Regions from separate parts of the Sus scrofa genome. Here regions 2, 3, 4, 5 and 6 are each linked to region 1. Evidence: chromatin contacts called from public Hi-C and HiChIP or PLAC-seq data. All regions are on one chromosome and are shown on one strand. Each heading gives the region's core, a stretch centred on a gene start, on an enhancer-like site or on the middle of the called end of the contact. The rest is flanking DNA. Distances are from core to core; before and after follow the strand shown.

The links. Hi-C and Micro-C count contacts between places; a contact is called where the count stands out from the background. HiChIP or PLAC-seq counts read pairs in DNA pulled down with a chosen protein or histone mark.
Region 2: a contact with region 1 is called in a Hi-C map of skeletal muscle, with 2.6 times the contacts expected there. The contact joins the promoter of EIF4G1 here to the promoter of ABCC5 in region 1. A contact is called at or near these places in 1 of 47 Hi-C or Micro-C datasets (skeletal muscle) and 1 of 2 datasets of contacts at active chromatin or transcription factors (alveolar macrophages).
Region 3: an H3K27ac HiChIP or PLAC-seq map of alveolar macrophages shows a contact between it and region 1. The contact joins the promoter of PSMD2 here to the promoter of ABCC5 in region 1. A contact is called at or near these places in 1 of 47 Hi-C or Micro-C datasets (embryonic fibroblasts) and 1 of 2 datasets of contacts at active chromatin or transcription factors (alveolar macrophages).
Region 4: a contact with region 1 is called in a Hi-C map of heart right ventricle, with 3 times the contacts expected there. The contact joins the promoter of ALG3 here to the promoter of ABCC5 in region 1. A contact is called at or near these places in 2 of 47 Hi-C or Micro-C datasets (embryonic fibroblasts and heart right ventricle).
Region 5: a contact with region 1 is called in an H3K27ac HiChIP or PLAC-seq map of alveolar macrophages. The contact joins the promoter of PARL here to the promoter of ABCC5 in region 1. A contact is called at or near these places in 2 of 5 promoter capture datasets (fetal skeletal muscle and skeletal muscle) and 1 of 2 datasets of contacts at active chromatin or transcription factors (alveolar macrophages).
Region 6: a contact with region 1 is called in an H3K27ac HiChIP or PLAC-seq map of alveolar macrophages. The contact joins the promoter of AP2M1 here to the promoter of ABCC5 in region 1. A contact is called at or near these places in 1 of 47 Hi-C or Micro-C datasets (embryonic fibroblasts) and 1 of 2 datasets of contacts at active chromatin or transcription factors (alveolar macrophages).

Annotation. Positions count from the first base shown.
Region 1 is chr13:121,955,515-121,960,611 of Sscrofa11.1, reverse strand. It overlaps ABCC5 (multidrug resistance-associated protein 5), which reads left to right and starts at 2,711. Exons shown (of 30, transcript XM_021069932.1): 1 at 2,711-2,856.
Region 2 is chr13:122,202,637-122,207,733 of Sscrofa11.1, reverse strand. It overlaps EIF4G1 (eukaryotic translation initiation factor 4 gamma 1), which reads right to left and starts at 2,947. Exons shown (of 31, transcript NM_001246253.1): 1 at 2,888-2,947; 2 at 2,505-2,591; 3 at 1,277-1,453; 4 at 955-1,054. The coding sequence starts at 2,947.
Region 3 is chr13:122,184,481-122,189,577 of Sscrofa11.1, reverse strand. It overlaps PSMD2 (proteasome 26S subunit, non-ATPase 2), which reads right to left and starts at 2,078. Exons shown (of 21, transcript NM_001243477.1): 1 at 1,880-2,078; 2 at 1,375-1,431; 3 at 838-1,002. The coding sequence starts at 2,014.
Region 4 is chr13:122,146,434-122,151,530 of Sscrofa11.1, reverse strand. ALG3 (dol-P-Man:Man(5)GlcNAc(2)-PP-Dol alpha-1,3-mannosyltransferase) reads left to right here and starts at 2,754. Exons shown (of 10, transcript XM_005670035.3): 1 at 2,754-2,986; 2 at 3,158-3,494. The coding sequence starts at 2,942. It overlaps ECE2 (endothelin-converting enzyme 2), which reads right to left and starts at 2,602. Exons shown (of 18, transcript XM_013982250.2): 1 at 2,354-2,602. The coding sequence starts at 2,549.
Region 5 is chr13:121,811,057-121,816,153 of Sscrofa11.1, reverse strand. PARL (presenilins-associated rhomboid-like protein, mitochondrial) reads left to right here and starts at 2,475. Exons shown (of 10, transcript XM_021069926.1): 1 at 2,475-2,545. The coding sequence starts at 2,490.
Region 6 is chr13:122,091,613-122,096,709 of Sscrofa11.1, reverse strand. AP2M1 (adaptor related protein complex 2 mu 1 subunit) reads right to left here and starts at 2,335. Exons shown (of 12, transcript NM_001243644.1): 1 at 2,206-2,335; 2 at 111-227. The coding sequence starts at 184. It overlaps DVL3 (segment polarity protein dishevelled homolog DVL-3), which reads right to left. Exons shown (of 16, transcript XM_021069945.1): 16 at 3,735-5,097.

The sequences.
Region 1 (5,097 bases), core at 1,462-3,961:
AGAAAATAGTCACTCAAATAATTTTGTATAGGGCTTAATTCACTTTCAGAAGCCTTGATTGAGAATGGCTACTCTAGAGCATATATGTAGAAGTGGCTGGGTTCAACAATAAACGTATGTGGTAGAACATTAGCTCTCACCAAAATCTGTTCTTTCCTTCTTCCACTGTAACAAAGCCACTTTGTAGATGGCTTGTAGCTGCCCGGTTGAGGACTGCATTTTCCAGCTTCCTTCTCAGATCTGATCATATGACTACGTTGTCACTGATAGAACGTGAGTGGAAATGATGCATGCTACCTTCTGGCTGCTGCCTTAAGGCCAAGTCACACCTCCTCCACAGTCTTTTTTTCTTTCCTTCCACCTGTGTATCTGGTGATAGTGGTGAGTAGAACAAGTTTGGAAGCCATACAGTGAACCTGACAGAGCCACTCTGGGTCACCTGACTGCTGAGAGCAGAACTACACTGCATATCCTGTATACTCACCTGAGACTTTTATGCAGGAGGGGAAATAAGCTTCTTGACTTCAGGACACTGAATTTAAGGGTTTTGGAGGTGTCTAACAATGCAGCCCATTTCCAACCTACTAAATTTGACCAGCCTTAATGTGGTTCTATCAATTGCTACTCACTCTACCAGCAATGTAGGAAATATCCTATCTCTCTAGAGCCTTCACAACACTTAACATTGTCACATTTTTACTTTTTTTTTCCCCTACCAAGTGGGCATGAAATTGTATTTCATTGTTATTTTAATTTCCATTTCTCTGATTATTAGTGAGATTGGGTGTCTTTTCATATTGAGCGGCTGCTCGAGTTTCCTTTTCTGTGAACTGTCTGTTCACATCAGTTGTCAATGTTCCCATTTGGTTATTTACCACTTCTTATTGAGTTGTAGAAATTATTTGTATATTCTGCAGTAAAATATTTTTCAGTTATAGTTTCTAGTTTATCTTTATACTTTATGGCATCTTATATATATTTTAATATACTACAAATTTATCAAACTTTCCTTTGTTATTTCTGTATCTTTTTTTTAGGGCCACACCTGTAGCATATGGAGGTTCCCAGGCTAGGGGTCAAATTGGAGCTGCAGCCACCGGCCTACACCACAGCCACAGCAACATCAGATCCCAGCTGCATCTTCAACCTACACCGCAGCTCACAGCAACACCAGATCCTTAACCCACTGAGTGAGGCCAGGGATCGAACCTGCCTCCTAATGGATGCTAGTCAGGTTCTTTTCTGCAGAGCCACGGTGGTAACTCCTATTATTTCTGTATCTTATTTAAGAAGTTCTTCTCTACTCGCAAGTTCATAAAGATATTTCACATTTTCTTCTAAATGTTTGAAAGGTTTTTGTTTGTTTTGTCTTTTGTCTTTTTAGGGCTGCACCTGCAGCATATGGAGGTTCTCAGGCTAGGGGTCTAATCGGAGGTGTAGCTGTCGGCCTACGCCACGGCCACAGCAACCCGGGATCCGAGCTGAGTCTGCGACCTACACCACAGCTCATGGCAACGCCGGATCTTTAACCCACTGAGCAAGGCCAGGGATGGAATCCGCAACCTAATGGTTCCTAGTCGGATTTGTTAACCACTGAGCCGTGACAGGAACTCCTGAAAGTTTTCCCTTTCACAATTAGGCCTTTGATCTACATGAAATTGACTTTTCTGTGTGGTTTGAAATACTAATCCCTGAGTTTTAAAAATATGGATAACCAATTGTTCCAACATTATTCGTAGAATCTTCTTCCTTTCTTTACTGATTTATAATGTTTTTTCTGTTACAGATGAAGTTTACATAAATGCATGAGTGTTTCTGGGTAGGCTCTTTATTCTATTGCATTGGTATCTTAATCCATCTTTGTGGAAAAATACGGTATTGATTACTTCAGCTTTATGGTATGTTGGTGTTTCATACTAGCTAGTTGTATAAAGGTGGACAAGTCACTTTACCTTTTTTTTTTTAAATCTCCTAAATGGATAATCATAATAATACCTACACATAGGGTTGATTTGGAAATTAAACAACAACAACAAAGAACAGTAAGTGTGTAAAGCACCAAATCAGAATAGGCAGGCACTCAACAGTGGTTATGCTATGATCATGCTGAAAGTACAGATGAAATACAAAGAAAAATAAAGCGATCTCTTTGGAAACCTGTTTCATTTACAAAAAGAAAGGGATGAATTGGCATGCCTTTCTAAGGCTCTTGCAGCTCCAAAAATTGTGATCCTGGCATTTATTTTCTAGAAACCAGACAGCACAACATTATGTGAGGGGCAGTGGGATTAAAGAGAGAAAGGTGACAGCTCATAGTTGTGAGCAAGCACTGATAAAACGTTAAGGGCCACACAGATCCCCCCATCAAGATCCGGGGCTGGCCGGTGGCGAGGACATAGCGGCTACGATGACCTTCACAGTGTTTTCTGGTGCATAAGTGGCCACGCTCTGCTGTGACCGCCGTGCCTACAAACACTGGGCTCCCTACCCACACAGGGCTACTGTCAACTCTCCCGGCCACCCACTGGAACACAGGGCCTCAGAGAAGATTCCAGATATGATAGCAGAAACTCTGGGAAGGATGGTGCAGAGCCTAGAGCGCGGTGGAGGGAGGAGCAGGCGGCACCTCCTCCGGGGCTTTTAGGGTGCTTCTGGGAAATATAGTCCTTTACCGCGAATCAAGCCTCGGGCTCCTAGAGGAGGGACTACAATTCCCTTCAGCCTTGGGAATTCTTTGTGCAGCACGCCTGCGCAGTCTGACGGCCAATGCCGCTATAAAGGCTTGTTTTGCTCCGGGGCTGATGCTCGGGAGCGTGGTCGAGTGGCCGGCGCGGCCGACCTGCAGCTGGGGCACAGGTATGTAGCGGCGACCACCACACCCCTTCCTTCTCCTCGGGTTGTCACCGGAACCATCCCCCGTGTTTCGTCCAGGGTTGGAGGGACTACGATCGGGGATGCGAGCAGTTCAGGGGAAGCCGGAGATCTAAGACAGGGGGCTTGGTTTCCCTGAAGTCTCCCACCGAGCCCCTCCTCATGACGCGACCCCTGAGGACTAGTGGTGAGGTCCTGGCGTCGGAAGGCAGGTAGGGTGGGATGAGTGGTCAGAGGTGCCTGCTATATTCCCGGATGATGCCACCAGGGGGTGCTGCGCCTTCGGCCGGTGGGTGTGGGTAGCTATCGCCTTTCCAGGCCGAACTGGCCTTGGGAACGCCCTACTGAACGAGGGCATCCCAGGAGAAGCTCATCTGAGAGAAGCCCCCTTCCCCTGACCCCGCCATCGTTAAGGTTGTAGGGATGCGGCTTAGGGCACTTCCGCTCAAGCTGCACAGTGGAGGCTGAGCCTCCAGCGACCTTAAGTGGTCCTCGTTTTGGCGAATGGGTAGATGGAGGTTCGTGACAGAAGCGCGTAAAGCAAACCCTTGGCAGGGTCAGGAAAGGAATTCAGATCTCTTGACTGTCATCAACGCCCTTTCCATTTGCACCTCACAAAGCTGCATGGTGCTCTGTATTTGTCACACAGGGGTCATTTGGTTTCTGCACAGACTTGGGGAGACTGGAGGCAGATGGGCACAAGGAAGGACTGGCGAAGTTTCAGGAGGTTTTGAAGGAGAAGATGGCTAGGTTATGCTGGGGTCTCCAGCGTGAGTAAGTGAAAGGTGCAGAAGGCGGAGCACAAGTGGATTAGAGGGGGGTGGTCAGTACATATCCTATAGCTTCAGGTCTTTTGTGTAGCTTCAGGGCCTGGAACCAGATTCCTGAAGTGCTGGAAAAGCTAAGGAATGCTGTAATAAAGGCAATTTGGAAACACCAGTCTTGCTACTTACCGTCCCTGTAATCTTGTGCATCCCCTCCCCCCCATGCAGTTTCATCTGCATCATCTCGCAGAAGAATGCCTACACTTTTATCACTGAAGGAGAGTATTGGTTTAAAAAAAAAAAAAAAAGCGACCAAGTGGCCTCCGCGCTGGTGATTTTGAGTCTGGGCACCTCTTTGGGGTTCTTCCACTTTGATTATTCTGCTAGTGCCATCATACAGCTCTGGCTCAAAAATAAATAAAAGCTCCTTCCCCTTTCCCTCTCTTAATAACAAGTTAGCATTTTTAAAAAGACTTCAGCACTTTTAATGGAGAACAGAAAAAAAGAGGGAAAATATAAATAGTATCCCCAAAAAGTCTAGTGCAGTGGTTCTTCCTTAATTGTTTTTCTCAGATTTGGGGCTTGTTTGTTTCCCAGATCTATTTAACTTCCTAGCTATTGGCTGGCCTCCATGTGGGGTGCCCTGTCTTATTATATTTCTGATACACAGAAGATAGAATCCTCCTTCTGCTCAAGGCCAAGAGATAGTAGCTTTGTCCCTGCACAATGCCTGCCTACTTTCATAGCTGTGCTTCTTTTTCCGGGAAATTAAAGAGGCAGGAGTGTTTGAGGGAATGGGAAACTGCTCCTCACACCCTTGCTACATGGAATAACTTGAAAAAAAGTGATCGAAAGAAACTAAGGGTATGTGAGTTCTTAGACAATTGAGATGATCTTTATGTTCTTCCAGACATGGCATTTGGTATTGTGAGTGAGTTAACTTTGGTTTCCTATCTTTCAAACTCCAGATCTCCTCTTGCTTTTTTTCCAAAGTAGAACTAATCTTTTCTGCTTCCAGATAATCAGTTAGGCTAATCTTTGGAGGGGGAAGGTTGGACTTCAGTGATCTCGGTAACAAGATGGGTTACTCTGACCTGCATCCCCACACTGGGGACACTGGCAGATGCCAGGTCTGTTTATAGTTTAGACTTAATGAGGTCTCAGTGATGTGACTGCTGTGCTGTTGGTTGTAGGCTGGTGTTCTTTATGGTGCAATTTGTCATTGGACAAGGTGACTTTTTTCTTTGAAGATAAGTAACTTAGCAGTTTCAACTCAAGGGACTTGAGCCAGTCAAGCTTTCTTGGTGCTGGAAATACACCTCTGTGAAGGAGATTTAGTCCTTTTTATTTAGAGGATTTGTAAGTGTCCCCTCCCCCACCCCTTTTTTTTCTGCTACCTTAAGAAATGAATTGCAGCCATCAGAATTTTGTCTGCAAAGTTGTACTTTTAAGTCTCGGTACA
Region 2 (5,097 bases), core at 1,698-4,197, 250 kb before region 1:
CAGCCCCTTGCCCTGCCCTACCCTCCTCCCCAAGGGAATTAGGTGTCTATCAAAGCTGGGGAACCAGTCTGAACGGCGTTTACAAGCATTCCTAACACTGACACACACACACCCCTTATAGGCAGGCACTCGCTCCCCACCACACTCCAGCCACCCGGACTCTGTCTGTTCCTCTTCTACTCCATAAGGTACCATGTATGCACCCCACCAAAACATACACATACACTCAGAGAGCAGCTACTACTTAACCTGAAACAGAATCAGGTCTTTGGCTGGGAATGATAAAAACATCTGCCAGCCCTGTTCCATTCAACCTGAGTCCAGTTCCAGTCTCCAGCCCTTTGCTAAGGGGCAAGGAAACAAAAAGTCACATTATGAACTGGGCCCAGGATGCGGAAAATTCCTTAAAGCAATGGTCTCCAAAATGAGATGCGTTCTTTAACATCATCCATAGCTTCCAGTTGTTTCTGACAAGCAACATAAGTGTTATTTGTTTAAATGATGCATACATATAAACAAATAGAAACATACCCGTATTAGAGGTACATACTCAAAATTTTTCCTGATGATCAAAAAATTTTGGAAACCACTGCCATAAAGAACAGACTAATCCTTTCCTAGAATATAAATGAAAAACAGCTACAAAAACTTCCCAAATCCATGTTACATGGGCTCCCCCCAAGCATGGAATGAGTGTCACAGGGAATATTTACTCAAAGGCCCTCAAACTGGTGCCTGAACTATACTCCTTGATGTGGGGAGGACTCCCAACTCTCAGCGATACTATAAGACCCTCTCCCGCCACCCCCACACCAATTACATATTAAGCACCAATCCCTACTACCTCTACCATTTTTAGACCAAGAGACAAACCTGGGAAGGGTCTTAGGAATTAGTAAGCAAGTTTAGATGTTCCCTGGGACTCACTCTCACCTAACTCCCTCCCCTGCTTACCGTAGGTCCCAAACTCTGTAGGGTTTGCACCTGGATAGAAGCTTGGGGCTCCCGGCTGCACAGGATACTGCTGTGTCGGGACAACATATGTGGAACGCCCCTGGTGGAGGGGAAAGGGGAGGATGAGAATGAAGGAGTTAAGGGAGCTATGAAGACCATATCAGACTACAAAGAGTATGTAGGACAAGACAGGACAAGCCAACTCTAGGCAATGACCAGAAGGAAGTCCCACCTCTGGAGAAGAGATGGGACTGGAGGGGAGGGGGGAGGGTGGGAGGGTACAAGGTTCTGTGGCTTCCAGCCCCCAAGCCTCCAGCCTCACCTGTCCAGGGATGTAGTAGGCCCCCTGGGAGGCTGGGTAGGAGATCTGGGAAGGGATCATCATTACTTGGGATCCAGCAGGGTAGACATGGGCAGCTGGGCCAGGGCGGGCAGGGGCTGCACTCTGCACTCGGGAGGCTGCACTGCTCGGGGGCTGGGCCCGGCTAGGGTAGAAGTGCTGTCAGGAGGGAGGAAGGCAGTTGGCAATGGGAAGGGGAGGAGGTGGACAGCAAAAGGGCCATTCCACTATGTCTCTAGTCAGGAGAGAAGTACCAGGGGCTTTGGAGCATGAAGACCAACACTTCCAAGACTCACTTGACCAAGTGATGGCTAAGTGGCCTCTTATACTCACATACGCCCTCCAAACTCAGGTATACACTTGGCACTCTGTATATTTACTCCCTCCCTGCCATGCATACTCAGATCACCTCACCAGGCTATCCTTCAGCAGAGGCTTCCTAACACCCAGATGCATCATGCCTAAGTAAAGCCTTTTTCAGCAACATACTCCCCAGCATGCACTGCTCCACCCTAAGGTACTGAGGAGCTCACCGCTAACATGCAACAGTCTCCCAGTTCCCAGATGTGAACTACACAAGATTTAGCCCCTAACATGCATCGGTCAGCCTCAGACTGAGGACCCAGACTGAGTCTAGCCCCTGACTAGGGCAGAGTGTAAGGGTGAGACCCGGAGAGAGTTCAGGATTAGCAATGGGGTATTACCTGCAGAGACCTGAATCCTCCCTGAGAGCACATGGGGACAGGAAAGAAAAGAATTATCCCCAAGGTGATGAGGAGGGAAAGAAAATGAAGGAAGCAGGACAAGAATCCTCTCCCACTTGTGAGGAAGAATTTAGGGAACAGAGAAAGGCAAGAACTAGCTGGAGTGTTTATCTTGCCACAGTCCAAAAGAGAAAGATGGATGGGGAATGGAGCAATGGCAACCTCCCAGTAAAAGAAAACAGGAAAGCAGGAGTTGGCAGCAGGGCCCAAAGCACTGCCCCCAAGGCACCAGGACCCCTAGGAATGCCATCCCCACCAACTACATACTCCAAGGGGCCAGCCACCGTAAGTAATCAACAGTGCAAAGTGCAGAACCGCATGAAAGCAACTGTCAGGAAGTTGGGGCAGGTACAAGGCCTCCATAGTTTCCATCCTAGGCCCAAACTGGCCTAAGCTTCACATGGTTCCCACCCAGGCCCCCTACTCCCCTCCCCACAGCCCCTCACCTGGCGGGGCTGAGAAGGCGTGTTCATTTGTGTCGCTTGAGGCGTACTGAACACCACCGGTGCTGTCTGCCCCGGGGGAAACGCTGGCTGAAGGGGGGAGACCAGAATTCAGCAAGAGGGGAAACCCAGGTGGGGCAGAAACTCAAGCTGGTGAAGTAAGGGGAGCAGAGCTGTGGCAAGAGCCTCAACAGTCCACATATACCCTCCCCAAGACAGCCCCTAAGAACAGCCCCGGGGCCCTGCCTCAATTTGGCAGCAGGAAGCTGCACTTTGCCCTGACACAGAAGGGGGTGGGAAAATCCAGAGGTTGGAACCTGTTCCTGACCCGGCTGCCTGGTCTCCCCCACCCCCACCCCAGTTGCTGCTAATTCCTCCCTAATTACCTGTGGGAGTCCAGGGGATGGGGCAGGTGGGGGGCCTGTGGGCTGTGGAGCTTTGTTCATTTCATTTGGTGCCACATCAGGGTCCCCCCAGCACCTGTTGGGAAAGAGCGGAGCTCGGAAAGGGGAAGGGACCCAAGCTTAAGGCAAATGGAGTGGGGGAGGGATGAAGCAAGGTCTGGGTCCCACAACAAGCCCCGGAATCGCCAAAAAGGTGAAGGAGCATAAAACCCAGCCTATGTCCCCACCGACACCTTGTCAGACCCGCAGCTCCAACCACCCCCCCTGATCTGCTGAAACAGCCCCTCACTCACCCCCTCGGTTAAGAATAAATCCACGGTGCGGCCTACAGGTTCTGGGCATCCGAGGGCCTGGGGTTGGGAGGTGGGGGGTATCAACCTGGCTCCGCGGGGCCCAAGACCAACCAGACCGGAAATTCCAGGTCTCGCTGGCACCAGGCTCCCGGATCACAAACGGAGCTAGCAGCTTCGGCCGTGGTGTCCCCACCCCCCACCCGGGGACACCGGGTTCGGGGCCTGGCCCAGGGGCACACAAGGCACGCCTGCCGCGGGTGGCCGCGGGTGCACCCGCACGGGGCTAGAGGCGAGGCCTGCCGCCGCCCAGGAGTGGAGGCCAGGAAAAGCGGCAGTCGGGCCGTAAAAGGCCAGGCGGGCGGCGGCCGAAGAAGAGCCGGTTTGAAGCAAGTGAGGGTCGGCCTGGAGGGCGGGCGGGGCCGGGGGCTCCTCCCTGCCCGCCGCCGCCGCCTCCCTCCCCTGCGCCCTCCCTGCGCAGCGCCGGCCAGTGCCAAAGAACAACGTGTCACTTCCCGGCGGCCGGGCCGCAAAGGGGGGAGGGGGCGGCGGGCCGGGAGTCGCGGTGCCTGCGCCCGTAGGGCCTCCTCGGGTCGGGCCGAGGTGGCACTTAGCAGCCGGGAAACCCGGCGCCCTCCCAGCCCGCGGGGACCGCATATTCCGGCCCCGCGCTCCCCCACCCCCACCCAGCAGCCAGGCCGGGCCAGGCCGGGCACACGTGGGCCGGGGATCGGGCCCTGGCGGCCCGGGGCCCGGGCTTGGGCCGAGGAGCCAGGGCGCCGGGGAGGCGGCGCAGGGTAGCCGGTCCCGGCCCGGATGGCGGCGGATGCGGGGGGAGGGGATGGGGGGGCCGGGTCGGGCCCGGACATGGCGGCTTTACCTTCAGTCTCCTTCAGTCCGCGCGGCCGAGCCCCACGCAGCCGCACAGACGTAGTCCACAACCATTTCCGGCTCCCCGCACGGATCCCGCTCGGCGGCCACCGCTTCTCCGCAGGCGCAGCCGGCGCCCCCACGTGACCGGCGCAGAGGGCGGAGCCTTGCCCGGTGCCGCGAAGCACATGGGATTTGCCCCGCCTAGTCATGTGACAGCCACTGCCCGCCCCCGTGTCCCCTCCCGAACTTTGGAATTCCCAGACCGATCCCCCTCTGCGACTCAGTTCCGCGATTCTTTAGTTCATTCATACTTTGAGCAGGCATTTATTGAGTGCATACTGAATGCTAGGCTAAGTGCTGGCAGGGGGCTGAGAATACTGAAATTAAAGACTCAGTCCTGCCGAAGTAAATCATGGTACAAATGCGGAAAGAAACACACGTTAGGCAGCCTTTGAAAGTAATGTAGATTAGATCAATAAAAGACTTATTAAACTGAATGTTTATATGTTTAATAAGGATTGAAACATTCTAACTAGGGAATTAGTAAATTTGTCTCTTTTTTTTTTTTTTTGCCACATCTTCCAGCATATGGAAGTCCCCTGACCTCGGATGGAATCCGTGCCACAGTAGCAGCCCGAGCCGCTGCAGTGACAACGTGGGATCTTTAATAAGGGAACTACTAGATTTGTCTTTTATAAAGAATAAAAATCGGCCATTCCCAGGGAGGAACTAAAAGCAATCACACAAACTTCAAATAGTGGTGGAACAAGTAATCCCAAGACCCCTCCCTGCCCAGTAGCCAAAAGATTTTAAACTGCCTGAAGGGACATACTAGAGTCAAATCTACTTACTCCTAGTCAGCCCCAGAATTTAATCCAAACTCTACTACTTACTTATAGGTTGTAAAATGGAACTATTTGGAGTTTCTGTGTGGCTCAGCTGCATTGGCTGGTGTCACTGCTGTGGCACAGGTTTGATCCCTAGCTTAGAAATTAGAAACTGCAGGAAGCCATGGGCATGACAAAAAAA
Region 3 (5,097 bases), core at 829-3,328, 230 kb before region 1:
GACACAGTTCCCAGTGCTACACAGCAGGATCTCATCACCAATCCATTCCAAAGGCAATAGTTTGTATCTATTAACCCCAAGCTCCCCAACCACCTCACTCTCTCCCCCTCCCCCCTGGCAACCACAAGTCTATTCTGCAAGTCCATGATTTTCTTTTCTGTGGAAAAGTTCACTTGTGCCTTATATTAGATTCCAGATATAAGTGATATCATATGGTATTTGTCTTTCTCTTTCTGACTTGCTTCACTCAAGTTCCACCCATGTTGCTGCAAAAGGCGTTATTTCATTCTTTTTTATGGACAATGCCAGATCTTTAACCCACTGCACCACAAGGTAACTCCGAGATTTTGAATTTTATTCCAATCACAATAACAATTTTTTAAAAGCTTTTAAGCAGAAAAAAGTCACTCTAGAAAGATCACTATGGCTGCTGTATGAAAGACAAACTGTGTAAGAGGTCACAGACAAAAGGAAAAGGGCCAATTAGGAGGCTGCTACAGTGGTTTAGGTGAGATCTGAAAATTTCTTGGGTAATAGTTGAACCAACAGGCAGAAGTTATGAGCTGGAGCTGTATTTTAGAGTTAAAACAAATGAAAGTGCAGGGAATATATAGAACAAAGTTAACAATAAAATAAGTTCATCATAAATGATAGAAACAATGTCTTTTCTGAAGACAATACTCCTACAAGCTCTTACGTGAGCATTTTGATTATGAGCTCCCTTCAACTAGCTCAGATCTCACATCATCAGGTTTCCTGAGACTCACCATTAGCCCCATGTCTAGATGGAAAAGAATTCCTAAACTAGGCTTCCATCAGCTTCCAAAATAGTTTTACCTTATTCTCCCCAGGGGCCATGTTCTCATAGATCTCCTTCAGTTTGCCATAGTGTGGACGCAGAAATTTAAGAGGCTTGGGTACTGATGTCATGGAAGTTGTAGAAGAACGAATCTGTCTCCGCAGTTCTTCCAGGGCTGGTCGGTACAGGGACGTGTCCTTCTCCTGATCAGGAGATGTTAGGGCTCAGACAAAAGGAGTCTCATCCCTTAAGTCATAATATAGAAGTGTTTAACAACTTCCCTAGGAAAGGAACTGTGTCTGCAATTGCCCGCCTCCTTGCACACGCCTGGCACAAAAACAAATGTCTCCAGGTAAGAGTTCAAGAATGGCTTCTCCCACAAGACAAGGCTATAAAATCTTTCAATTATCTTTTTTCCTCCCTTTCCTCACAACATGGTTCTAACACTGATGGACCTAAAATATGGTCCATCGTTCCCTATACCTCACCTATGAGTTGTTGCCCCAAAGTGGAATAAAGCAAACAAGTGAGTAAGATTCATATATACACCAGCTCTTGCTGACATTCTGACTCACCCCAAGTCGTTCCACGAGCATCTCCAGTTCATCCTGAAGTTGTTTGTCCTCCTCAGACTGGAAGATTGGGGGAAGATGCGCATCAAGAGAAGGAATCCCAAACCCATCCTCCTCCCATTCACCCTGGGGCAGGTGGAGAGTGAGTCCGCCTCCTTAGGAGGCATCAGGTCGACAAGGGAAGAGAGAGGAATGGAAAGCCCTGGTGGGAAGGCCGCCTGGCTTCTGGGCCAGGCTCTGCTCGAACGCCGTTTTGAAAAGCGGGGGTGACAATGACACGCCCGGGCCCACAAGAGATGGTGATGAGGCCTGGTAGGGGCGGAGGAGGTAACAGCGCGGAATGGAGGATGGGGGGTAGAAAGGCAGGGCGCCGGGAGCCCCGAGGATCGCCCTATCCGCCCTCTCCCCCGCACTGTGCGGCCGTTGGGAGTCGAGCCCGAGGCCTGCGGAGCCGCCGTGACTCAGCCCGCCGCGGCCTCCTCCGCCGGCTCCCGGGGCTGCGCCTCACCAGCTCCTGCTCTTTGTCCTTGTCCCCGGCATCTCGCCGCTCCTTGCTGCTCGACTTCTCGTCCCCGCCGCCGGGGGACGTCGCTGGGGGCTGCTGAGTCTGCAGCGACGCCTTATCCCGGCCGCCCTCCTCCATCTCTGCTGCCACTGCCGGCCCGCTGCGCGCACACCGTGCGCACCGCCCGGTTTCCCAGAGGGCCTCGCGCTCTTCGCCCACGGCGCCCCTCCTTCTCCAGAGCCCGCCTGCGACCGGAAACGCCGCGGCGCCCCACCTACCCCGGCGGCCTGGGAGCCCTTGCCCTCCGACCCCGCCCTCCGAAGCCGCAAGGAAACTACAATTCCCAGTTTTCCGGGCGCCGGCTCGAACCTGGAGTTTCCTGAGCTGTCGGGATTTGGGGCGCCTGCTGCTGTAGGAGTTGAGCCGGCTGCGAGCCGAGACTGCCCCTAGGGTCCCTTATAGCGGTGTGAATAGAACCTACAGTGATACTCCAGTTTGCAACGTGGTGGGATCAACAGACAAGATTCTTGAACTCCAGGACGCTTGAATGCCCTCTGTGTGAAGTCTGTGTAATATGTGTTTATAACCCACAACACTATGGAATATTAACCTCATAACATCCCCCACCTCCCCATTTCACCCCCCTCCCCCGCGCCTTGAGGAAGGTGCTCTGATATTACATGTGGATACCATCTTAAAATCACAGGGTTGCCAGATGGAGTAGAAATGAATACATGGGGAGTTCCCGTCGTGGCGCAGTGGTTAACGAATCCGACTAGGAACCATGAGGTTGCGGGTTCGGTCCCTGCCCTTGCTCAGTGGGTTAATGATCCGGCGTTGCCGTGAGCTGTGGTGTAGGTTGCAGACACGGCTCGGATCCCGCGTTGCTGTGGCTCTGGCGTAGGCCAGCAGCTACAGCTCCGATTCAACCCCTGGCCTGGGAACCTCCATATGCCGCAGGAGCGGCCCAAGAAATAGCAACAACAACAACAACAAAAAGACAAAAAAAAAAAAAAAAAAAAAAAAAAAAAAAAAAGAAATGAATACATGAAGTCCTAGGCACTAATGCGAAATCCTGGAACTGAAAACAAAAGAAGATAAGAGCTGTCTTTTTGACTTGTCCTCAGTCTGTCTTTTTTTTTTTTTTTTTTTTTTTTTCTTTTTACGGTCACACCTGTGGGATATGGAAGTTCCCAGGCTAGGGGTCAAATAAGAGTTGCAGCCTCAGGCCTAAGCAACAGCCACGGCAACACCAGGTCGGAGCTAAGCCACATCTGCAATCTCTGCAGCAGCTTTCAGTGCCAGATCCTTAACCCACTGAGCAAGGCCAGGGATCAAACCCTCATCTTCATGGATACTAGTCTGGTTCTTAACCCACTGAGCCACAATGGGAACTCCTGATTTTTATTTATTTTTTTCTGCTTTTTAGGGCTGAACCCACAGCATATGGAGGTTCCCAGCCTAGGGGCTGAATCGGAGCTACAGCTGCCGGCCTACACCACAGCCACAACAACATCAGATCTGAGCTGCATCTGCAACATACACCACAGCTCACAGCAGTGCCAGATCCTTAACCCACTGAGCGAGGCCAGGGATTGAACCCACAACCTCATGGTTCCTAGACGGATTCATTTCCGCTGCCCCATCACGGGAACGCCAGAACGACTGATTTTAAATGACATATGTTTTTTTCTGCAAAACCTTTTGAGTCTGGTAGGATTGTATCCATTTTATAGAGGACATTTAAAATATGTGGTAGAATCAGAATATGAATATTGATCTTTCAGACTCCCAAGCTCTTGGCTATTTTAGCAAACCTCAAAGTTCTTCAGTTAGAGCTATGTGTATGTATCTGGAAGGTGAGAAAAGAGAAGTAACTCTTCTCTCCTTAATCTGGTGGGATCATTCACCATTTGGCCTGGAGTCTTATTTTATGGGTCCTGAGGCATTGAAGAATGCCGAAAGTGTTTGTTTAAAACAAACAAACTACCTGGCCCAGCGCAGTTAGCACTGAATGAACACTGGCTAAATATCTGTACAGATATAGATGTAAAGATCTGATGCCCTCCTTTTTTTCCAGGTGCAGCTGCAGCATGTGGAAATTCCCAGGCCAGGGATCAAACCCTCACCACAGCAGCAGCGGGAGCCACTAACCAGTGACAACAGCTAGATCCTTAACCCGATACACAGTAAGAGAATTGATGCCCACTTTATAACTTGTTCCTCTTTTCCATTCAGTGCTTGGATTCTGGGGATGACCTTCCATGGTCAGCTGACAAAAATTGGGCAATCCATAGCTGTTCTGCCTATTCTACATCTGGCTTCAAGATGTCCATACTTTGTTATGCTTTCTTCAATCCTCTGCAGAGGTATTTCTTCTAAATTTCTTTTTTTCTGTGACTTCCTTCTATCAGATTATCAGATTTTGTCTTCTATACAGGAAATAGCTCCACCAGCCCCTTAAAAGGCTGGCAGGTATTGAATGTTTGTTGTGCCATGTTTCAGCTTTTTTGTAGGTTTAAAATGTTTCAAAATATTTGAAAGAAAAAAATTAAATGTTTCAAAATAAAAGGTTGGAGATGGGTTAGAGAACATGAGCTTTAGAGAGGACAGATCTGGTGTTTAAAACCAAATTCTGGAGTTCTTTGGTGGCACAGCAGGTTAAGGATCCAGTGTTGTCACTGCAGCAGCTTGGGTAGCTGCTGTGGTGCACGTTTGATCCCTGGCCCAGAAGGTAAACTTCCGCATGCCCCAGACCCGGCTGAAAAAAAAAAAAAAAGAGAGAAAGGAAAAACACACACACAAAAACCCCAAATTCCAGGAGTTCCTGTGGTGGCTCAGCAGGTTAAGAACCCAGCTTAGTGTTTGTATGAATGCAGGTTCAATCCCTGGCCTTGCTCAGTGGGTTAAGGATCCAGCATTGCCACAAGCTGTGGTGTAAGGCACAGATGTGGCTCAGATCCAGCTTTGCTGTGACTGTGGCATATGCTGGCAGCTGTAGCTCTGATTTGACCCCTAGCCCGGGAACTTCCATATGCTAAAAGTGTGGCCCTAAAAAGCAAAACAAACAAACAAACAAACAAACAAAAAAAACCCACTGCCTTTCATCAGCTGTGATACTTGAGCAAGCTTCCTAACCTCTCAGCTTGGTTTCGCCTGTGATATGTGGGTAATAAAGTATCTCCCTCATCATTTTTTATGAGAATGAAACAAGGCAGTGT
Region 4 (5,097 bases), core at 1,505-4,004, 190 kb before region 1:
AGTTGTGACAGAAAATGTATAGCCTGCAAAGCCTAAAATACTTACTATTTAGCCTTTTTCAGAGAAAAATTACTGACCTCTAACCTAGACTAAGTCTCATAATATTTATTACTAACGTGGATAAGATTAGTCGGGGGTTTTCATGAGGATTAAGTAAGTTAGAAAGGGCCCACCACATTCCCTAGCACCTACCAGGTGTTTAATTAGTTTGTTCAGGTGTAATGCAACATAAGATGCTCCCAAGCTGTGGGTCCTGTTGTTAGATCTTGGGAATCCCACCTGGAAAGTTTTCCTTTTTGATTTTTAGACATTTCTCTCCTCTATCTAGAAAAGGATACTTCCCAGCCAGACAGATTTTTAAGGCAGTGTTACCCTGCCAATTATTGGCATGAGAATCAGCCTACAGGCTTGTTCAAAATACAGACCCGTGGGTAATACCTTAGACCATTCTTGGAATTAGAAAGTCCAGTGGGGTCCATTTTTCCAGGTTATTCTGATGCACACTAAAACTTGAAAAACAGAGATCCATGGTAAATCTAAGAATAAATGCTATGGTTGAAAACCACAAAATTCAAGAGTTTTTACCTCTGGGGTGACAGGGCTTGAGGGACTACACAGAAAAAACCTTGAATATGCAAGGCATTTAATTTTGCCAGGAATTTTTGTAGGAGTCTTTCATACTCATTCAATCAGCTAAAAAGCCTGATAAATAAGTATATACTCTTTTTTTTCCTAAAAGCTGAGAAAATTGAGACAGAAATTTACTTTGTCAAGGATTCCACAGCTAAGAGTCTATGATTTTTTTTTTTTTTAATTTCTTTTTAGGGCCATGCCTGAAGCATATGGAAGTTCCCAGGCTAGGGGTTGAATTGGAGCTGCAGCTGCCGGCCTACAGCACAGCCAGATCTGATCAGCATCTGCACTTATGCTACAGCTTGTGGCAACACTGTCCTTAACCCACTGAACGAGGGATCAAACCGGCATCCTCTGGAGTTCCCGTCGTGGCTCAGTGGTTAACGAATCTGAGTGGGAACCATGAGGTTGTGGGTTCAATCTCTGGCCTTGCTCAGTGGGTTAATGATCCGGTGTTGCCGTGAGCTGTGGTGTAGGTTGCAGACATGGCTCAGATCCCGAGTTGCTGTGGCTGTTGCGTAGGCCAGTAGCTACAGCTCTGATTAGACCCCTAGTCTGGGAATCTCCATACGCCGCGGGAGAGGCCCTAGAAAAGGCAAAAAGACACACAAAAAAACAAAACCAAAACCTGCATCTTCATGGATATTAGTCAGGTTCTCAACCCACTGAGCCACAATGGGAACTCTTTTTAAGATTCTATGATTTTGCCATTATTCTGCAGCTAAGATTACATGTTCCAAGATCCCAACATAATTAGCTGCCTCCAGCATCCAAGTTCTTAAGCACTAGATTATACTTCCTTTCTAGTCCTAGAAATGTTCTATTTCTCAAACCAAGTAGGCTATACACACACATTCGAGTTATTATTTATACCTTACATATATAATGTATTATAAATGTCTCATATATGGGAAATATTTCACTTAAACATATACATGCTTTTAAAAACACCAAAATAAAAACTATAATTAGAAGGAAATCTGTTGCTTAATCAAATTTCACTGGAGTCCCCAAGGCTGGAAGAGTAAGAGAACCCCAGTATGGGCAAGTGGACCTCTCAGAGCCCCACCTTACAACCCATTATTTGTTCCTTTGGAAAAAATCACACCATCCTCCGCAGCAATCTCCCCTCAGAGAGTGCTGCCCCTGTCCTCACTGCACACCGCAGGGCGGAGTGGGGGGCGGAGAATGGGGCATATGGATGCATAGGACCAGGTTTGTTAGAGTTTAGAGTGAAAAGATCAGTCTCTGAGTGACGATGGCTCCCGGTGCCCAGCCGGGCAAACATAAAAAGCGCTAGGCATTGCGCTCGAGGTACCTGCACGTGCCCTACCCGACTTGAATTCCCAGTTCCATTTCTGGAAGTGAACCCAAGGCTCAGAACAGGTTCACGATTCGTCCTGTCTTACAGTCAGCTAGCGCTGGGAATTGAAGTAAGTCCCCTGAGCTCTCTTAGTGCTCGAGGCTGCCTCCCTAGGGGCCGGAACCGAGTTATGGGTCACCTACCCACTTACTACATTCAGACTCAGACTTTCTACGGGGGAGGGGGTGGCGGTCCCCGGACTAAGAATCTCTTGGCACCTGTTTGCCCTGGCAACTACTGCAGAGATTCTGAAGGTTCTGGGTCTTCACTTCTGACTAGGGCGTCCTCTCAGAGGGGCAGGCAGAAGCGAGGAGCAGGAACAGTCCCCTTGGGCTGGGCAGTCCCGAGACTACCCACCTAACACAAGGATACGGTCCTCGGGCCGCAGCTCCGGCTCTAGGAGGTCACGGAAGGAGGAGAAGTCCCCGAACCACTCGTAGGGGGCAGAGTCGGCAGCGCCTTGGTAGCGCTGGTCCCAGTACTGGACTTCGCGGTACCCGCTGTTCTTTTCTGGTAACTCCGGCAGGGGCGTGGAGGCCCTTGGAGAGGCCATGCTTGCCGCTTCTGGGTTCGCAGGGCTGCAGGTTCTCACATCTGGGCGGGGCTTGGCGCTCCTATGTAACCAATCGGAATGGTGGCATGTAGGAGGCGTGGCCTTTACGTCTCCGCCCAGCACCAGCAATTGCTCAACATAAACACGTGGAACTTCCGTTCTCTGTTAAGTGCGCTGGGAAGAATCCTCCGGATGGGGGAGTCATATCGTCCAGACCCTGAGTCCTCCGGCAGCATTGCTAACTTCTGAGCCACAGTCCTGGTGTCGCACTCACTCGGGCTCGTCACTCCCCTTCTCATACTTTGTTTGATTGGCTCCTCCCATTAAGAAGTCTGAAAATTAATGAGGAATTTATTTCTTCCCAGTATTGAGCACCCAGAGAACTCTGAGGGATGGCGGGAGTAGCACAGGTCTTATCCTCCAGGAAAGACTGGCATGTACGCTGATATTAACGACACAGGCTAAGTGTTATACTGGGCCGGGGAGATGGAGGGGAGAGACAGGGCACAGACAAGAATGTTCCTTTCCGGGCAAACTTCGATCCACATTAGCCCCTGTGGGTCCAGGGTTAAGTATGTACTGAGGAGTGACATTATTTCTACTTGTAGAGTGTGCACTCCATAGGGGAGACAGATATAGAAGAAGTGAATTTTGGAGTAAATAAGGACTCTGACAACTCCAGCCTACGCTCAGTCCGTTGGGACATGCAGCGCGGGAAGCGGAACCCAAATACCCAAGGATCGGGCTTCCGAGGTAGCGGGCCCACAGGAGCGGTGCACCATCAAGATGGCGGCGAGCCTGCGGAAACGCGGCCGGGCAGGTCCCGCAGCCCTGGCGGCGGGACAGTGCGGGCAATGGCTGCGGCGCGCCTGGCAAGAGCGGCGCCTACTACTGCTGGAGCCACGCTACACGCTGCTGGTGGCCGCCTGCCTCTGCTTGGCGGAGGTGGGCATCACCTTCTGGGTCATTCACAGGGTGGCATGTGAGTGCGCCGAGGGGGAGGGGAGGGTAGGGAAGGGGACCGAACCCCCGACCCAAACTGGGACCTAGATTTAGAGCTCTTAGACCCCTCATCCACTCAATCTTCAATGCAGGCCTTTATTTTTTACCCCAGTAAAAACTAAAGATTGCTCCACTGAAAACGAAACCTGATCTTAATCCCTTCCAGAAAATTTGGGTCCAATTTAATGTACTGCTGCTGCTGCTTGTCTCTGTGAATTTGGACCCGTCACTTCTCTTGCTGTGTCTCAAGCTTCTCATCTGTTCAGTTCTGAGGTCTCGAACTCTCTTCTTAGCGATAGCGTTTTGTGATCGCTTGAGTCATTTGGCATTATTGGTGGCTGCTTTCCAGGCTGAAAACATTGGACTTAAAGCTTTCTTGCTTAAGATAGTTAATTCAGTACATATTTGTTGAGTGTTTATTATATGGCTAACACTATGCTAGGTGCCAAGAGTATAGTTCGAAAAAGATAGACACATTTTTTGGTTGTGTAGGCCTGGACAGAGATGTATTAGTATAAAATTACAATGCTGTCATATTCATCATGATAGTAAGACAGTGCTATAAAGGACACAAGAGGGCACTTAAGCCAGGCCTTGAGGAGTCAGAGAAGGCTTCCTAGAGTCTTCCTTGAAACATAAGAGCTAGTTAGTTGAAGAAGAGAAAAGGAGGGGGGAAGAGAGAATCCTGTATCAAAAATCTTCAATTGAAAGAGAAAGTTGGAGTTCTGTGCTGGCGCAGCAGCAACGAACTGGACTAGTATCCATGAGGATGTGGGTTTGATCCCTGGCCTTGCTCAGTAGGTTGAGGATCTGGAACGCTGAGGGCTGTGGTGTAGATCCAAGTTTCGACTTGTTATCTGGCATTGCCGTGGCTGTGGTCAGTACCTGTAGCTCCAATTCAACCGCTAGCCTGGGAACTTCCATATGTTTTGGGTGCGGCCCAAAAAAAACAGAAAGGGGGGGAAAGTCTACTTTGTTTGAGGAACTGAAAAAATTTTTTTAGAGCTGGAATGTAAAATCAAGTAAGAGTAGTACAGACAGATAAGACTGCAAAAGTTGAGGCCAGATCATGTAGGAATCTGTAAGCCCATGTTAAGGAGATAGATAGCAAGATGGCTGAGAATTTAGGACTCCATGAGTTTCAGTCTCAAGTCTACCCATCCTAGCTCACTGATCTTGAGCTAGTCACTTAACCTCATAAATTCATAATTTCCTCTTCTAAAAATGGGAATAATAAAATTTGGTCTTGGGGTTTCCGCTGTGGTGCAACAGGATCGGTGGCATCTTGGGAGTGCTGAGTCAAAGGTTTGATATCCTGCCCTGCACAGTGGGTTGAGGATCCAGGGTTGCTGCAGCTTCGGCTTGGGTCATGACTGCCACTTGGATCTGATTCTGGGCCCAGGAACTCCATATGCCGTGGGGCGGCCAAAAATGAAAAATAAAATAAGGTTTGGTCTTCATCTTAAGGAATCATTGAAGAGTTTTAAGCAGGGAAACATGATATGGTTTCTATTATAGGACGATCTCTCTGGTTGTGGGGTGGAAA
Region 5 (5,097 bases), core at 1,226-3,725, 140 kb after region 1:
GAGAGGCTGAAACTAATTTAATTAGGTATTAAGTCATGTTTTGCTGATGTGGGGCTTAGCACAGGTGACTCCATTTGGCCCTGTTGTTTCTTTTTCTTTTTCCTTTTTTAAAAAAAATACTATGAAAATGGTAGATACTCCAAGCTCAGTGCTCTTCAGTTGAAATTAAAATCCTTTGCATGTTCAGCATCCATCTGGCTCATGTAATTGCCACCATAGGACTTGGAGAAAAAGGGAAACCCCTGCAAGTGATGCATATGATGCTTGTGCTCTGGGTAATAAAGTCTTTTATTTCTGACCCAGGAGTCTCCTGTTTTCTGCCAGCATTCAAACATATTGGCTTGCAAATACGGTAAAATCAAATCCCAGAATTGACATCTATGACTAAGGCGAAGTTAATTTATTTTGGTTTCTCAAAAAAGTCATGCCCTGGAAAAACATCACAAATGCTAGAATATTTAGGCCCTTCTCTTCTCCTGGTAACCTCTATCAGTTTCTCTGGGGCGCCTTATCCCCTTCCTTCCATTCCTTATCCTTTGACTGCACTGTTTCCCCCCTCCTCCAAATCTCCAAAGAGCTTTCTGCTTCTCTGACCAAAGCACTTCTTTCAATGTATTGTACTTGCCTGTTTATTTACTTGGTCCTTTCTCCCCTAGGAGAGTAGGATGTCTGTGAGGTCAGAGATTGTGTCTTCTAAAATACATCCCAGATCTAGTACATTGCCTGGCATCTGTTGGTGCTTATTAAGTATTTATGGAATGAATGCCATGTTATTATAGTGATATGCATAAGCAGTATAAAAACAGAGTTAAATCAGACTGAAGGCCTAAAAGGATGGCCTTAAAGGAAAGCAAAATATGTCTCACCCCAAATATGACTCTTTGACATAAAAGTTATTTTGAGCTGAAGGCAATTAAGAAGCAGTAAATGCAGAAAAGGCTCCCCCTTTCCCTTAAAGGCAGGAAATAAATGTCCCCTTTTATGGAGACAGATTCTTACCATTCCAAAGACTAGTGACCAGTGTGAAAGAAAAAATAAATAAAAATAAAGTCAGTATGGCTAAGAGAGCTGTCTAAAATGGAGCCAGGAGGTCACTTTTGCATGTCTCAACCTGTATGGAATCTTATTGTCTTAAAGCCAGAATCCAGATCATCTGCTCAATGTTTCAGAAACTCAAGATAATTATCCAACTCTCACCCTAAAATACTTCATGGCAGCCTATTTACTTATTGGACCTTTATCCTAAAATAACTGGTGAGAACCTATCCTTTAAGAACAAATATTTCCTTTCTTGCTTCAGGGTCGATCATAATTCTTGCACAACCACATGGATTTTGCCTTTTTAAGCTCCTGACTCTCTCTTCCTTGAACACTTTTTCAATTTTTCAGTCTTTCAAATTGCAATTCTTAAGACCCCCAAATAAAACACTTGGTTTTTTTTTGTAGTCTTGATACTGATTATCATTAATAATTATTTATTAATAATCACTAATATTATTGTTCAACAAGAAACACCAGTGTAATCTGCAAACAAACCTTGTTAACCTAACTCTTACCTTCCCACTTAAGGAAGATAAGGACTACCTAGCTCTAGTTGGTCTTCCCCTAACCCAAGACCCATTATCTTGCCAATTCTACACAAATTTTAAATACTTTCAGCTCTAGTCACTTCTTCTGGTCTTAATTCTCTTGTGAAGACTCCCAAGTACATGCAAAATGTCTACAAAATTTTCATGCTCTTCTCCTATTAGCCTTTGCCAGTTTAATTTTCAGGCCCAGCCAGGGATCCTAAGAGAACGGAGGGAAACTTTTCCTCCCTTACAGCCTCCTAAAAAACCTGATGATTGAGGTTGGTTTGAAGGATTGGTTAGGCAGAGAGAGAATGGAAAAGTGTTTCAGGCAGTGAGGATGGTATATGAACTTTCGAGAAGTAGGAGCTGGAAAAGCAATGCCTTTCAGAAACTGCGGATGACTTAGCATGGCTGCAGCTACAGTCAGAAGGAGGAGTGGAAGGAAATAAAGCTGACTGACAGGGAGGCAAAGACTGATCATGAAGTCTAAATTTTATCTACAATTCAGATTTTCAAGTCAGGTTTGGATCCTCTTCAGTGTATCATAACATGAAATAGTGAGATGCACAAAAAAGAGTAGTAATTTCAGAAAACTTCCGTTACCATTTTGGTTCTTCCTCTCACTTCCCTCTGGGCCTCAGAAACATGGTAAAGACAGTGATAATATTTTTTCTGGAGTGCTTTAAGTGGATTAAATGCAATAATTTAGGTAAAGTTCCTGGTACATGGCGTCACTCAATAAATACCAGTTTTCCCTTCTCTTTTTCCTCGGGGCCTTTTGTGCAAGCGGGGTGGAGGGCAGTCCCAACTCCCACAGCCCTCCCAGGTACAGACCGGTGTTACTGGAAGAACCAGCCGGCGGGTCCCAGTCCCTCGGGTTGGTCTGGCTTGGGCTCAGCCGCGCGAGGGCGCTCTAGGATGCTCCTCCGGGCTCTATGGTTTTTCCTCCGCCCCGGAAGTGGTTCCAAGCAAGGGTTGGTAAGGTCGGGCCATGGTGGGGCAGAGGTTGGGAAGATGGCGTGGCGTGGCTGGGCGTGTAGAGGCTGGGGTTGCAGACATGCATGGGCTCCACCGGCAGGCAGCCGCAGCTGCGAGGAGCTCACCGCGGGCCTGGCCCCGCCGCAGCTACTCGGGCGCAGGTAATGACCGCCGCTCGTGGCTTCTCGACTCTGGTGACCCTGGCTTTGGAGGTGTATCTTTAGGGGCGGAGGCCGTGTGGGCCTCTCGTGCCACTCCCCGCTCACCCTCTGTGCACATCCGTCCCTTCTCTCTCCGTCCCAACTTCCTCTCTCGCCGCCATCCAGTCCTCGCTTCTAGCCGCGCCATCCTGCCCCGGATTCATAGTGACCAGCCCCGGCCCAGCTTTCAGTGAGCCCGCGCTGGCCCCTCTTCTGTCGGGAGGGACAGTAATCGGCGAGGGCTGATCGTGCGCCACGCCTCATAATCCCGCCAGCAAGGGAAGTAGTTTAACACACCTACTCGAATGGCAGGGTCAAGATTTTATTTTCCGTCGGTTTTTACATAAACCTTAGTTTTACTGCAAATTACCTTCTTTAGCGTTTAGAAAGCCTTATAAGGGAAGACAGAATCGCAGGAGGGCATCACTTTGACGCTTGCGGAGTTGTAGGAGAGGCTTTTCTGTTCAAGAATTGAGATAGTGGAATAGTTGGTTTCCAGATGATTTGAAAACAAAACTACTCGACTGTTCCCGAGTGGAGGCTGTTTGAAGAGTATGTTCTGTCTGTAATTGGCTGCTTTTGCCTTAGAATAATTCAACTCTAAATTGAGAGGAGAGAAATCCTCAACTAAGATTCTGATGTGTATGGGTTCTGAAATTATTTACTGTTCTTTATTCCAGAGTTTCAGCTTTCCTAATTTCTGCCTCAGTTAGATAAGTGCCCGGAATCCACCCGATTGATGGTAGGTAGATGGTAGCAAGAAACACGAATGTTAGATAATTGAGGCTCCAGAGTGGTAGAGCCATTGCTTAAAGTCACCTGGAGTGTTTGTAGGCTATATTTCCCAGACCCTAGCCAAGTCCTGTCAACTCAGAAGTCTTAAACTTCTGAGGAGATGGAAAAGAAGGTCGGGTGGAGGTGGTGATTGATTTCAGCGGTCCTGATTTCATTCTTTAATCCAGATCCCAATTGAAATTGTAGAGTTTGGGAGGCAAGAAAAGTGAATATAGCTCTTGGGAAGCACCAGGTGTTGTATATTAATGATATGTGTTAGGAAGGGAAAAGAAAAGAAAAACTTGTCTACTGAGGAGGTCTAGGAGTTCCCACTGTGGTGCAGTGGGTTAAGGATCTGGCGTTGCTGCAGCTGTGGCTGGGATTTGACCCCTGGCCTGGGAACTTGCATATGCCATGGGTAAAGGAAAAATAGAAGCCTCCAGTAAAAATTGGAGAGCATTTGGAAAAAACATACAATTGACGTTGATGATTAACATCACAGTTTTTAAAAGTTGTCATTTATAGGAGTTCCCATTGTGGCTCAGTGGTTAAGAAATCTGACTAGGAACCGTGAGGTTGCAGGTTGAATCGGAATTGGAGCTATAGCTGCTGGCCTACACCACAGCAACGCCAGATCCTAGCCGTTTTTGCAGTCAACACCACAGCTCACGGCAACACCCCATTCTTAACCCACTGAGCAAGGCCAAGGATCGAACCTGCGTCTTCGTGAATACTAGTCAGATTCATTTCTCCTGGGCCATGCCAGGAACTTCTGAATTTCCTTGTATATAACTATTAGGTATGCTTTCACTTCTAGAAGTTCTAAAATTATATCACAGAGGAATGAATCAGGGATATGGTTAAAAAGCAGAGGTTTGGGCTCAATCTCAAACAATGCAGTTGAAGACATTTATCATGCTTTTTCTGGTTGGTTTTACATTTTAAGAAATGTAAAACTGTTGGAGTTCCCATCTTGGCGCAGCGGAAACGAATCCGACTAGGAACCATGAGGTTTCTGGTTCAATTCCTCGCCTCGCTCAGTGGGTTAAGGATCTGGCATTGCCCTGAGCTGTGGTCTAGGTTGCAGGTGTGGCTTGGATCTGGCATGGCTGTGGCCAACAGCTGCAGCTCTGATTAGACCCCTAGACTGGGAACCTCCATATGCTGTGGGTGTGGCCCTAAAAAGCAAAAAAAAAAGAAGTGTAAAACTAAAAAAGCTTCCTAAATGTGTGATGAAGTTCATATTATAGCTAAAAGCATCCTGTCCCCAGCTCTAATTGATCGAGTCAGTGAGGGGATTTTTTTTGGTTTATGTGGTTAAAAAGTCCAGAGGTGAGGCTTGGCTTCTGGTGAGGCAGGATCCAGTGTTCCAGATGGTCACCAAGACTCCATTCTCCTCCATGGCTTGGCTCTACTTCCTAAATGTTGGCTCTGTTTTCTCAGGGTGCTATCTCCATGGTGTTGTAAGATGGCTCTCAGCAGCACTTGGGGCTGTATACCTTTAGATTCAAATCCAGGAGGAAAAGTTCTCTTCCCCAGTATTACAAACAAAATCTTGAACTTGATGTTAACTG
Region 6 (5,097 bases), core at 1,086-3,585, 140 kb before region 1:
AGGGGTAGGGGTGGTCCAAATCAAGCCTCTGGTAGAAAGAGATCTGGTCCTGCATGCTGGGGAGGAGGGATGGGGGTGAGGGGCACAGCTGGCTCAGCCAGGGGACTCACCCGATGTCATCTCGGTAGACCCGGGAGATGAGCACCTCCCCCTTGTGATTATAGATGAATAAGCCTCCAATCATGGCGGCAGCTCAGTCCTGGCAGCCCATCGCTCTGAGAACAGACCTAGGACAGGTGGGGGCAGGGTAAGGGAAGGCCTTAGAACCCCAGCCAACGTCCCCTGTGGGGCTGTGCAGGACACTGGCTGAGCTTTTATCCTGACTCAACCCTCCAGCAAGTGACCCTGTGCCCTCCCGGGCATGCCCCTCCCCTCAGCCAGGCTCCAGTTCCTGTTTGTCCCTTACTGAAAGGGAGAAAGGGAGAGGGACTTGGGCCCAGGATTCTAAGGCCATTTTGATCCTCCTTTTTCTGGGGCAGGACCCAGAGTAGCCCCCTCCCCCTTTCACAGCGCTGAGCTCAGCAAGGCCTCTTCCTGTGCAGACTCTCACTCAGGCTCTGGCCGGTGAGTCACTGTGAAGGCCTGCAGGCGGCTGGAGGAATGGCGGTAGGAATTACTCCCATAGGTTCAGGCCTGAGGCCCCTGAGGCAAAGCTTTAGGAGCACCAGTCTCTCAGGCTCCACTACCCTTGAGAAGGCAGCAGGGCCTGAACCTCCAGCTCTCTAATTCACAGAAGTCTAAACATTCCAGGAAAGGGTGTGCAGGCAGTGGGGAAGAGGAGAGAAGGGAGGCCTCAGGCCCTGACATGGACCCAGGAGCATGGTTCCAGCCTCTCCCAGGCAGTCAGATAAACAGGCAAAAGAGCAGAGGAGAAAGGCCCCAGCCCTGACAGACAACACCTCAAGGGCCCAAGCTACTTATTAGTTATTTCTGACCACCTCTCTTTAAAAAAGGGAGGCTCCCTCTCAATTCCCAAGTGTAATCAAAATACAGGTGTGTGTGGCGGGCAGCGGGTGTGTGTATGCAATTCATAAAATCAAGAGATCCTTCCAGCTGAAATTCTGTGATTCCAGACCCACAACATAATTCAGCTGAGTGCTTATGAACAAGGGGCAGAATACCTGAATTACTCAAATTATTTGGGTCAGACTAATTCAGACTTTTCAAAGAGAAAAAAGGTTAATTTAGTTCTAGATTTCTGGGATTAGCCCTGGTGTTAGTTTCACAGGGAGCAGTTTGGCAGACTTTTCTAAACTGAAAAATAAAGCCTATTGTCAAGGCGGCCAAGGTCTCCCAGACTGAGTGAAAGGTCTCTCAAGGTGGTGGACACATCCCACTCCTCAACCCCAAAGAGACTGGGAGAGGAAGCGCAAAATGGAGGTATAGCCCTATGCAAAGAACCAAGTTCACAGGTATCAAGTGGTAGGGAGCTCAGGGCATCAGAGAAGCAGAGATGGGGCCCAGGACAGGAGTGGAATATCTAAAGGATATACCAGCAGCAACAGTCAGGCAGTATAATCAGGTGAGCCCACAGCAGCAACAGGGCTGGTGGGGGCACCTGGAAGAAAGAGTTTACAGTATGGCAAAGGTCAAGGCTTTGAAGAGGAAAGACGGCAGGGAGAGAATGAGAATGGCGAATCAGGGAAAGCTGGGGAGAGGTAGCTTGCTTTGGGATGCAAGTATAGAGGCATGTGGGGGTGCTGGGCTATTCGCCTTGGGGAAGAGGACATCGCAAGAAAAGCTGGTTCCACGGGGCGCGGGGGGCTGTCACTCAACTGCGAGGAGGGGGTGCCACAGGGTGGGCTAGCTTGTCACGGTCCAAAGAGGCGACACAAGTGCGTGTCACTTTCCAAAGGATGGGGGAATTGTTCCCTGCGCGAAAAGGAGAAGGCGCAGAGGGGTAGGGGGTTGTCAAGATCCTAGGGAGGGGGGCGCCGCGCGGCGTCCCACCTCTGGGAGGATTCCAGTAGGTCTCCCTCTCAGGGAAGGCTACGGGCGGGTCAGGTGAAGGGCACCGCTCCGTGCCCGTCCTGCAGCCGCGCCCGGGGCGCCCCCGCCCCACCGTCAGCTCCCTTCCCGATATGAAGGCTGGGGCCACTCCCGGGTGTGGGCAGCTTTCGGCGTAGCGCAGTGCAGGGAAGGGCAAAGCTGGGCAGTCGAGTAGCCGTCCTCCCTCACCCGGTTACGACTAAATCCCGAGCTCACCTGGTGTCCGAGGCCGCCTGCTCTGCCGGGCCGGCCACTCTCCGGATCCCAAGATGTCCGCCCGCCCCCTGCTCGCCTGCCCGCTGCCTCGGCTTTCACTGCAGTATCTCGGCCCCGCCCCGGCCTCAGCTGCGCGTGCGCGTCCGCCGTCGGCGCAGACTACAAATCCCGTCAGGCTCCTTGGCCTTCTCGCTTACACCTTTATGCGCCCTAGGATTAGCAAAACTACAACTACCGACGGCCTTTGAGAGCCTTCGAAGGAGGATTAGCGTTCCTTGGAGGAACGGTAGGAGTAGATTTATCCAGCCCTACCCGAAATACACAGTCTAGAATAAGCTGCTACACTTACTTCATTTTCCCCATTGAGCATTATGGGAATTGTAGTCTTTGCAATCCCTCCTGTTCCTATTTCTGTGCTACTGAGAGCCCGAAGGATTAGTGCTGTTTGTTGAAGCCCATCTATTAATCCTTGGATTGCCGTAGGCTTTTCAGTCTCCAGTGTCTGGATTTTTTTTTTTTTTTTTTTGTCTTTTTCCAGGGCCGCACTCGCAGCGTATGGAGGTTCCCAGGCTAGGGGTCTAATCAGAGCTACAGCTGCCGGCCTACCCCACAGCCACAGCAACGCCAGATCCGAGCCACGTCTGCGACCTACACCACAGTTCACCGCAATGCTGGATCCTTAACCCACTGCGCCAGGCCAGGGATCGAACCCGCAACCTCACGGTTCCTACTTGGATTCGTTAACCACTGATCCAGGACGGGAACTCCTGGTTGTCTTCTCTTTACACACAAATACATGACTTTGGCAGTAGAAGTATTTGTGCTGAGTTTACTGCTTTGTAATATCACCTCTGATTTTCCCACCTTTTTTGGCAATATATATTGGTTACAGACATGAGCCTTTTCCCAGGGATCAAGACCCAAAGTAGTAGGAGGCAAATATTTGAAAGAAACTAGTTAAAGCTTTATGAAAATATGTCATATTCTACCTCAGTTATACCTATGTGACTGTGAGCTCAAGACCAGGAAATGTATGCCTTCTAGTGACAGGCATATATGTTGTTCAGAAAACCATTGGTGACTTGAATTTAATTGGACGTGGGATTTGAAATCCCTTCTCTGATGAACAGAGTTAATCTTCACATGCAAGCTGAGGAGACAGGGCCAACCCTGGCATTTATGGGACCTGAAGAAAATCAGCTGGCTCTTCTCTTTCTGTAGAGAGAGATACCCTGCTGCCTTCCATAGGCAGGGCTGAGCCCATCATGAGAGGAAGGAAGGGCAAGAAAAGGCAAACCAGTTGCAAACCTTACTGTTCCTAGTATCCTCTTGGTAGAAGCCAGAATATGGTAGGATGAAGATCTGGCTTCTCTCAAATCGGGGTCACAGACTGAAGCCATTAAGTGACTGAATACTGTAATTCTTGAACCATCACTCAAGGTTTCACTTCTACCTTTCCAAAAGCTTTGTCCTCAATACATACCCTAAAGTCTTATCAATTTAGAGTAAATAATAATGATGATGATAATAATAACAATAGCTACCATTTATTGAGCACCTATTCTACTGTGTGCCAGGCACTGTGCTAGGCACTTTTCGTACAATATCTAATTAAATCCTCACAACAACCCTGTGAGGTAGGTATTATTATTGTCACTTTACATATGAGGAAACTGAGGCTCAGAGAGATTAAATAACTCTCCTATCACGCAACCAAAAAGTAGTAGAGTTGGGATTCAAACCCAGAATAACCTGACTCCAAATCCCATGCTCCTGTGAACTAGAATAGAGGCAGAGGGGAGAGGAAGGGACAAATTCAAGAAAGATTGCTGGAGAGGAATGGATATGATATACTGACTAGTAAGGTATGGGAAGGAATTTAAGCCCATAAATATTTCTAGCTGGTGAGCCTATGTAGAGTGTGATGAAGGTAACCAGGATTGGAATTCAGGAGGAACACACTTGGGTGGGGGAGAGGGATGAATTGGATCCTTATGGCCATGACCATGGAGAGGTCCAGTAGGTGATAAAAATACAGATCTAAAAATAGAGGGAATTTAGAGATGGAGATATATATTTGGGAAACACCAGCATATCACTGGCAGTTGAGGACATCAGGATGGATGACACCATTTTGGGAGTGAGGAAAGAGAAGTGGATCAAAGATAGAATACAAGGACCCTGAAGGTGTGAGCAGTGGTGGAGGAATCCTCAAGAGTTGGAAACAGAAGAATTGGAGGAGGAAGAGTACAAGAGGCAGCCCTATGGGGTGGCTAAGGAAAACATAGTCTGGATTGGGAGCAAACCTAGAGCTCCCAGGAGGAAGGCAAAACTGAGTCACACTTCTAACACAACCCTATGCACCAAAACCCCCAGGGAATGTTTGTTAAATGAATGAATGCCCAAACACCCCTACCCTGGTTTGCCCCAAAGGCCAGAGCTTAGGACTTCATCTTACTCTTGACACCCCAATCCTAAAAATATGGAAGCCTAGGTGAGCCAGAATTTACAGAAGAGGCTTATAGAGAAAGTTGTGCTTTGCTTAAACAAAGGAATAAAGTAAAAAATAAAACTTGGCGCTCTGGAAGTCCCCCTGCCCAACCTTGCTCTGGGTCATCATGGTAACTGTGAAAACAGGGAAGGGTGTGTGGGGTAGAAAGCAGGGTGAGAACAGCTTGTCATTTGCCTGGGGAGTCCTCTGCTGAGCCCAACCTGAGATTCAGCTTGGGCTATTTATCCAGATAGGAAGATGATGGGGACATGTGTGGGAGGTTTGAGGGCTGTGGGGGGAAAGGAGAGGGAAGTCTGGGGACCAGCCCCACAACCTAGGAGGACTAGGAGAGGGTCCAGCCCTCCGGACAGGGACCAGCCCTGAGGCTTAAGAGAAGTTGC